2 separate regions of the Acanthopagrus latus genome follow, and region 2 is linked to region 1. The links are chromatin contacts, called in public Hi-C maps. All regions are on one chromosome and are shown on one strand. The core of a region is the stretch at or near the end of the contact, and the rest is flanking DNA. Distances in the headings are between cores, read along the strand shown. Region 1 holds the start of LOC119015564 (cytoplasmic dynein 1 intermediate chain 1). Region 2 holds the start of dlx5a (homeobox protein Dlx5a).

What was found. Hi-C and Micro-C count contacts between places; a contact is called where the count stands out from the background.
Region 2: a contact with region 1 is called in a Hi-C map of liver, with 4 times the contacts expected there. The contact joins the promoter of dlx5a here to the promoter of LOC119015564 in region 1. A contact is called at or near these places in 2 of 4 Hi-C or Micro-C datasets (liver and muscle).

Annotation. Positions count from the first base shown.
Region 1 is chr3:17,364,845-17,369,528 of fAcaLat1.1, reverse strand. It overlaps LOC119015564 (cytoplasmic dynein 1 intermediate chain 1), which reads right to left and starts at 1,927. Exons shown (of 21, transcript XM_037091664.1): 1 at 1,911-1,927; 2 at 1,624-1,713; 3 at 1,209-1,530; 4 at 83-216. The coding sequence starts at 202. pdk4 (pyruvate dehydrogenase kinase, isozyme 4) reads left to right here and starts at 3,872. Exons shown (of 11, transcript XM_037091996.1): 1 at 3,872-4,223; 2 at 4,615-4,684. The coding sequence starts at 4,106.
Region 2 is chr3:17,529,750-17,534,433 of fAcaLat1.1, reverse strand. It overlaps dlx5a (homeobox protein Dlx5a), which reads left to right and starts at 2,445. Exons shown (of 3, transcript XM_037092058.1): 1 at 2,445-3,090; 2 at 3,541-3,725; 3 at 3,943-4,470. The coding sequence starts at 2,733. The coding sequence ends at 4,257. ago2 (protein argonaute-2) reads right to left here and starts at 401. Exons shown (of 20, transcript XM_037091468.1): 1 at 152-401. The coding sequence starts at 170.

The DNA of each region.
Region 1 (4,684 bases), core at 678-3,177:
CTGACAAAAAGCAATCGAACACACAAACAACACACACTAGAGTGCCATACGGTATGAGTGCCAGTTGTATGAAGTTACTCACTTTTTTTCTTACCTCTTTCTTCTTCCTCTCCTCCTCCTTTCTCTTTTTCTCCTCTCTGATTTGGGCGAGACGCTGCTTCTTGCGCTCCAGCTCCGCTTTTAGGTCACTTTTGTCCGACATGGCGTCCTGTCGGGCTTCAAGGGAGGAAGAGGATCGAACAGGGATGAGCTATGTATGGCAATGTCACCATGTGCCACGATCTCACTGTTATATGATATCGTACAGAGGAGCACAGGTTTATCCAGGGAGCTTCAGTGATGCTTCACAGAGCCTGCTGGGTGTGGCAGATACAAAGACTTGATATTGGCAAAACTGCTGTTGATACCAGGCCACACTGAGCCGAGAGGGACTCTCACATTGGCATGTCACTTGAATGTCTATTCCTGCAGAACTAGTCCAGTGTATGTGGGCTATATTTAGACGGCCTCTTCTTCTTCTGTTCACTTCCCTCGTTGATCAAGATAGTTGTCAAATACTCCCCAAATGTGAGCGTACTGTAGAAAGATGGCATATAGAACTAAACATAGAACTGAATACTAGTGTGATTAATTCAGAAGATAACTGAGCCTAAGTGGAGAGAAACATATGATGCTAGTCTCAGCCTCACTGACTATGCAGTGAGTTATTACAGAAAGGTGAGCTACCTATTTACAGCAGTCTGCACCCAGACCAGTGATCTGCTGGGTATTAGGCCAGTGTCACATCCCTACATCCCAGACAATGCAAATGACTGGAGCAGACTTGACCCTAGGGGGTTTGTCAAAGGTATTTGTGACAATAAATGGGAGATTAATATATGTATGTACTCTGTATGTACGCAGGTACAACATGGAAGATATTGGATTTACATAATAACCATAAAGAAAACACAGCCACATAGATTATTGTGAGTATAGGAAGAATGAAAAGACCTTTACGTGGTCGTTTAACTAGCTAACTGAAGCTAGCAGGGATGCATACATTAGCAGCTAGCTGATCACAAATTTGACATTATTTGTGTTGACGTCAATCCGTTTAAGGCCTTGAAATAAATACTATAATTGATCCTGGCAACGTAGACCCAACAACAAAGGGACTGTTTTATCTCAGATAACCGTATGAGGCTCTGTTATTGTCTCACTCGTACCTTGTCCACTCGCACTGATAATGATGTGTCACCCGGCAAAGATGCTGTCTCACGGCTGCGCCCCGAAAGAAAGCAGATCAATCGAGGCCTCCCGGCTCCACCGAACAGGTCGTCGGAACCTTTTCGTGTGGCTATTGGAGACACTGGTTGAAACGGAGCATGTCAGCGGGCGATGACCCAAATAAGACATAAAACAGGTGCACGGCACGCCGATACATCCCTGTGAAGAGTAGGATGATGCTGAGCAGGAGGAGAGGAAATCCCACCTCCTCCTCCGACACGCACCGTCATCGTCTCGTGGCTTTTGCAACGCCGCCATCTTCTGGACATTTGGAGAAATGCGCTGGAGTGACCCAAACTGATTAATAATAAACAACTGTCAATACTTTTCAGACATTACTTAACCATAACACACCGTCTGGGAAGTTGTTGGACGGGTAGAAAAGATGAAACTCGCGGTTGAAAACATTCCTGATGAGTTTTAGTCAGCCGACATGTTTAAAACCTAAAAAGTGACGCAGCAACGTCAGTTAGCTACGTTGCAACGGTTGGTTCAAGTATGTCCTCAACGAGGACCCGTATTGTCTTAGAAATCATATTTTCAAAATAATTCGACAAGCGTTGAAAATTTGAAATAATGTAAAGGTATTTCGATAAACTCGTCGGTAGGGGATGCTGTAATAAAAGATTATGCTGTTTTACAGTTCGGAGGCTTCTTCTTCTTGTTCTTCGTCTTGTTCTTCTTCTTCTTCTTCTTCTTCTTCTTCTTCTTCTACTTCTTCGATGTTTATCGGTGCTGGCATCCTCAGTGTTGTATTACTGCCACGTCTGGACCTCACTGCTTCTTAATTATTATTTTCTTCAATATAATGTCCTGAATTCTGATTTTGAAAGTTTGATGCAGATGTCTTTATATTTTAGTAGCTCTTCTTCTTCTTCTTCTTCTTCTTCTTTTTGTTTTAATAACAGCTGGCACCCTGTGTTGCCCCTCTTTAATGATTTTCCTCCCTATAATGCCTAATTTTGAAAGCAACCATATCAGCAGGAGCCCAAATCAATGTGACCCTAATGCTATCTTTATCCCCTGTCATTACTCTGTCAGGTAAACACCTGCTTAATGGTGTCTGTCAGTCTGCGCTTTTATTTCTTCCCTCAATTTGAAGCGATTCCAAATCTACCATCAGAGATTATAGTACCCTCACAGGCTCAATAAGCTTTATCCCATCTGGAAAACAAACTTGTTTTCTGGTCTCTTGCTGCTGTCTGTGATGTTCTCTCCTGTTCCCAGCAGGCTTTAGGTTGGGTGATGACCAAGACTTGTTCTCTATGTTTAGTGGCAGTTCTCCTGTCTCAGCTGTTATGGTACACACAGATAAGGTTTTACTGCTCCTACATAATTTAAGTGCTCGGGCCTGGATCACATCTTTTCCTCCAATTAGGTTAAAGTTTTTGACGCAGATCCATTAAGTACACTTCCTCATTCTGACTTTGATGTAATAAGAGCCACCACATGTGTAACTTAGTTTTGTTAGCACAACTTCACTTCCTTCTGCACCCACATATCTTTCTATTCATAACTCACACCTCTTCCTACAAACTTTCCTCACTATTTGTCTTAATGTCCTGACACTGCCTGAGCTTTTCGTACTGTGCCATTCTGTCAGTTAGGCCAAATGTCATACATCTCTTGTAAACTGTAATATTTCTTTTCTCTTTTTTTGCATGAAAAATGACATTTACAGATATCAGATAGTTGCCAATTAAAGTTCTACCATCTGATGAATTGTTTCAGTCGTACTTGTTTGTACCGCTGGGTAGTTAAATCTGTAATAAAGCAGAGATGTAGTCTGGAGTCACTGGAGTCGACTCCAGTCACTGTTTTGATGTCTTGCAATAAGACTTGACAGAAAATAAACTACTAAAGACTCAACATGGACTTGGAAATGAAAGACTTGTGACTTGACTTTTCATGTGACATGAGGACTTGAATGACCTGTGTGTGATCATTTTTGTTCATGTATTCAGTTCCATGTGCTGCACTGTGGGCAGCTGGACATGTTTCAGTGACTTGACGACATTTCACCTCTCATCCAGAGTGCTCTGAAACTCGACTGCAACTCCTCTCCAGTTAGTTAGAACTAAAGAAGCCTCTTTTTGTGTACTGTAGTTGTCAGTATTTTTTCATTTAATGAGAATATAATAGATAAATAGTGTTTTATGAAGTCAACTGTGTGTTCTTTGATTACATTTATTTCCCTGACAATCAATAATTATAATACATATTTACTTCATTGTCATACTTTGTAAACAGGTTGGCCATTAATATCCTTATTGCACAGGCACTGATACCTCATTGTTTCAGAAATAAGAAACATGGATAGCAGCTCTTAGTTTGACAAATAAACATCAATTACAAACAAGTAATTATTTTAAAAAAACAGTGCAAAAATATATACAGCAAGATAAACAGACACAAGATGCAATATCTTAAAAGTATATAAAGTACTTTTATCTTCATTGAGGTACAGTATGTGCAGTAAATGTACTGCTCGTCACAATAACACTTCCGCCACAGACTTCAGTGCCAGAAAACTCTTTGCCCTCATTGGTTGATTCTGACGTCACTCACGCCCTCTCCCGCCCAACAACAACACACGTCACTCGGCGCTGGAAGTTGTGTTTGAAGGACATTCAACAACTTGTCGAGATGGAAGAAAGCTGCGCGAGGAAGACAGCGATGGGGAGCTCGTGACCACATGTCAGTTTAACGGAAGGTTGCTGGTTCGCTGCCGAGCTTCAGCTCCGCTGTCGTCACACTGGAGCTTGCTGAGGGAGGAAAGCACAGTTTGTCCCTGAATCACTGACACCTCGAGTCTGGAGGTTACAGCAGAGGAAACATGAAGTTCGCTCAGTTTTTGCTGAAAAATGGTTCCGTCAGTGGAATACCGAAACAAGTGGAGAGGTTCGCCAAGTTCTCCCCCTCTCCACTGTCCATGAAGCAGTTCCTGGACTTCGGTGAGTGTTTGGAGTGGACGGTACCGAATCTCAGGTTACTTTTGCAGTGAGGCTACAGGTCATTAACAGGGCTGCAGCTGTAAAACATGCAGACGTGTCTCCTGATCTTTGCATTGTGTCCTGTGCTGTGCATGATTGTGAGGTTCACTTTGACCTCTGACTGATTGGATCCTCCACAGTGGACACAGTCTGGTGCTGCACTGACTATCACAAGAAACACAAAACTCCTGTGGTTTATCTTTGACATTTGAACCTCTCATGTTTCTGCAACCTCAGCAAAAAAACACAATACACATACAGTGTCCACAGATAGTTCTGGACAGATTTGGGGTGAAAGTTGGATGCTTGCTCAGTAATTTCCCACCTCTCTCTGTCCCTCATATGACTGCAGGCTCGGCCAACGCATGTGAGAAGACCTCGTTTGTGTTCCTGCGGCAGGAGCTTCCTGTCAGACTGGCCAA
Region 2 (4,684 bases), core at 1,196-3,695, 160 kb before region 1:
GTTTTGTAAGAGCTAGTTAAATGAAACAGGGATCGAGTCGGTGTTTCGGCAGCGGCTCGACGCGAGGTAGCAGAAAAAGGCTGCAGCTGCTGTGTTATTTTCCTGCTAGCTGCATCACTTAGCTGATGCTAACGTTAGCCGCACCACTTACCTCCAGCAGAGGAGTACATTTTGTCGACTTTTTGAGCGTGTGTCGTGGACGTACAGATACTCCACTTTATGTTCGTCGAATTCCACCCAAACTCATGCGTGGTCGAAAAGTATTTATATCTACAAGAGCGACGGAGGAAGCCCAGTTGGGAAATAAAGATATTTAGTTAGCCAAGTGGTAAATATTTGGAGTGTCTCATCCTCGGCACGGCCCCATCCCCCCAACACACAAAACGGGAGACGAGAAAAAAGATAGCACCGAAAAGACGCGTGCGGGGCAAGAGGATGCCCTGCCACCTACTTCCGGCTTCGACTACTTCTCGTTTAACGGCCTCAATCTTTGCATTTATTCATTATAGTTGTGTGTTTTAACAGGTAAAACTTTAATGTGGTGGATTATATTTATTCTTTATTTTAAAAAAAAGTCTGATGTATGTTTCTATTGAAAGTCGGCTCTTCTGTAAAATAAAAATAAAAATACAAAAGGTATAATTTGTGCTTTTTACGTACAGTTTATATGAGCTAACTTGTCTGCCACATTCATGTTATTAACCTGCAAACTTACAGCGTTACAAGCCGCATTTTCGTCTCCAACGACCAACAGTTTTTGCTCATGTGAAACGGAGGAGAACTATCTTGATGAATGAACTCTTCGGTGACGTCAGACGCACGCTGCCCGCTCTCAGCCTTGACCCGAATTCAAATGGAAAAACCACAAACACAGTTCATTTTATTTATGATAAAAAAAAAAAAAAAGGGAACAACAGTATATCACGTGGGTTAAAATATGGGCCAGACCGTAAACAAATATATAATCAACAAACTGAATGTCTGAAGCCTTCTGAACCAGCGACACACCACAGGAAGAAATTGGAGGCCTCGGTGGGGGGAGTGTTTCCGGGGTATAATAATAAAAGAAAAAACAACGCGGATCAGTTCGGTGAGATCAGACTACTCGGAAAAATATAAAACATATTGTACTACTTAATCCTGACGCCCAGCTTGGAATGAAAGCACTGAGCTTGAAGTGAAATGTAATGAACACTTTAATCATAAGATGTGTTTGCAAAACGTGTTGAATCGTGAAGAAATAATAAAATAAAAGATAAATTAAACAGTAATTATGCGTAAGCTTCGAGTTTTTGTTCTTGAATTAGAAATATGTCTGAAATGCAGCTCGAAAAGTGAAAGTGATTTTTCCTGTGCACAGTGTGATGCTAATTAGCCTTTATTGTGTCCATTACTGTTGATTACCTCTAACGTTTTTCATTATATTGTTTATTTTTTACTGTTGTTAAGGCTTTTTTTTTTTTTTTTGTAATATTCTGTCCCTTTGCTGCTGTGGCAGACACATTTCCCTGTTTGTTGGACAATAAAAGAACACTGACTCAGATTTCTGTCCACACATCTGTCGCCCTAAAGCACTTTGAACCTTAGTTTTATGTTATGTCTCAATAAGATTTCATTTAAATCCTTAAAATGTTGTCCATTGTTTGCATGTGGCACCTTATCCCCGCCTCCAGGTGAGATCAGGTCCATCTTCCTCTCGGTGGGTTTCCACCTGGTCGAGCTCGGCGCTGCAGTTCCTCGGCCCGCCCACTGGTCGGCGCTGCTCACCACTCAATGTGCGCAGCGAGGGGCTGAGCGGTGATGCTGGGCTGCAGCTTCTGAGATGAGATGAGATAAGATGAATCTTTAATGATCCCTTTGTGGAAACCCGGTCAATGTTGGCATCAATGATGAGCCCACATCCCAATCAAAGAGCAGCCGGGTGGATTTGGGAAATTGTTCATGTGTGAAACAATTGTGAGTGATGTCAAATATGTTATACAAGGCGCATAACTACACTGGATCTGATGTAAATGTACATATTGGACATTAACACCTTGTTAAATGATAAACTGTGTTCTCAGGGACGCTTTGTATAGAATGTGATCAGGTTCAGTCACCGTGCAGTGAGCGCAGCGATAATCCAGAACTGTTGTGTTTTATTTGTGTCTTAATTCTCTTTAATGTGACGTTTGATTTCACGCTGTTATTTCCTCGTTGTGTGGCCTGGAAACGTTCATGGAATTACGTCGAGTCTGTTTTAATAAAATGCATAAATAAAGAATAATGAAGACAATCGTAATAATCGTCCGGTCGTGCAGCAGGAGGCCTTTTTGTTAATGAGGTTTTGTCCCCTCTAATTCATCCCCCTGAAAACGTGGATTGGCCACACGGCCAAGACTTTAATTGCTCCCATTGATTGATAGTATAAAAACACAACAATGCAGCCAGGCACATAGCCCGGGTGGTTTCCCCCCTATAAGAAAGCTGGCTGAGTGAATTGGGTGTAGCTGTGTCTGTGTGCGCCTTGGCCAATGGAACCAGATCCTCCCTGCAGTGCGTAAGAGCGCGATTTAGGATTTAACCAAGTCTTTGCTGCGGGGCTGGCTGCAGTCTTCACCAGAGCCCGACGGCCCGAGAGCCTTTCAACAATGCCAGTGTAGTTTTCTCACCACTCTGGAGTCAAGACTGCCTCGTTTTTTGTTGCTGTCGCAGATAAAATAAAAACAATCCCACGCGTTTCTTCTCGAAGTATGACTGGAGTATTCGACCGGAGGATCCCGAGTGTGAAACCTGCAGACTTCCAGAGCTCCTTTCAACTCTCCACCATGCACCATCCGTCTCAGGAATCTCCTACTTTACCCGAGTCCACCGCCACGGATTCTGGCTACTACAGTCCCGCCGCTGGAGTCACTCACGGCTACTGCTCGCCCAGCTCCAGCTCGTACGGGAAGCCGCTCAATGCCTACCAGTACCAGTACCCGGGTGTAAATGGATCCGCTGGAAATTACTCGACAAAATCCTACACTGATTACAGCTCGTACACGACCCCCGCCTACCACCAGTACGCTGGGACTTACAGCAGAGTGCAAGCCCAGCCGAGTCCACAAGGTACGGGCCGCACATTTATCCTTTGAAACAAGAGCAGATTATTGGTGGATGTCACCGAAAACTTCTTAAACAACCGAAACGTCAAATTTTGCAGCTTATTTTATAATTTCTTTGCGTTTTTTCTGGCTTTTACTCGCGCGTAAAAAAAAAAACAAGAAATGCGCATTTTGGAGTTAAAATGTTTAAATACGGATTTAAATGCTACTTAATAATTAAATACAAAGTAATTTAAAGTTATTTTTAATCATTATGAGAATGCACGTGCTTTCCTTTGTGTCCTGCTTGTTATAATTTGGTTTATGGAATTTGATTTATTTGGAATTTAGAGACAATGGCGAGGATTCTTGTCACAACTGTGTAGAAATAAAATAAAATAAAATAAAATAAAATAAAAAAGATCACGTTGTTTTGAGCACACAGTTTGATTCTCGTTACGGTTATTTTCTACAGAAAAAGAGATAAACGAGCCCGAGGTGAGGATGGTGAACGGCAAGCCGAAGAAAGTGAGGAAACCCCGGACGATCTACTCGAGCTTCCAGCTGGCCGCCCTGCAGAGGCGCTTTCAGAACACACAGTACCTGGCGCTGCCGGAGAGAGCCGAGCTGGCCGCCTCGCTGGGACTCACGCAAACACAGGTGGGATTTCTACATCGAATTCTTGTCTGACACATTTTTGTTGTTTTGCTTTCTTTTCATTTTAGAATATTTTAAAAAATCCTTGTCGTTTAAAAATAATGCCCGTTTCGGAGAGCGTTGTTCCCGTGCGCCTTTACGCACCGCGCCTCCACTAAATCCAGTGTTTTCTGTGAATTCTGCGAGATTTTAATGTCGCTGCTTTTTTTCTCCTTCCCAGGTCAAAATCTGGTTCCAGAACAGGAGATCAAAATTGAAGAAGATCATGAAAAACGGCGAGCTTCCACCGGAGCACAGCCCCAGCTCCAGCGACCCCATGGCGTGCAACTCCCCACAGTCCCCGGCCGTCTGGGACACACAGGGCCCCTCCAGGCCGCACAGCCTACAGCCACAAAGCATCAACACGACGGCTTCTAACTTTTTGGAAACCTCGGGGTCGTGGTACACCTCAGCCGGCAGCTCCATGGCGGCCCACCTGCAGACCCCTAACTCGATACAGCACTCGTTGGCTCTTGGAGCGGGGACGTTATATTGAGAAAAGAAAGAAAAAAAAAACCCTGTTGTTCATTTCAAATCTTTTTTTTTTCTCTCCTTCTATGGGACTCGTGTTCAAATTTCAGAGGAATATGCAATGTATTTGATGACAGTCATAGAAGAAAACGTGTAAAATGTGTAAATGTGTGCATGTAATTTATTGCATTTTGGAAGACTATTAAACGTTTAAATGGACAATGGAACTTTGAACACCTCCGGCCTCGCTGCAGTCTCTTGTGTTTGTGACCCTCTGCTGTGTACACTGAACATCACGACAAAGACTCACGCACATAAATAATGTCCGGGAGCCTCAGGTGACATTTTCCGCGGCGGGGTGTAAATCACGGCCGCTCAGCGCGCAGGTGAACCTGTCGTAAATCTAACCCTGCTCGTTCTCATCGCCAGTGGCTCCGACAGAACACGCGCAC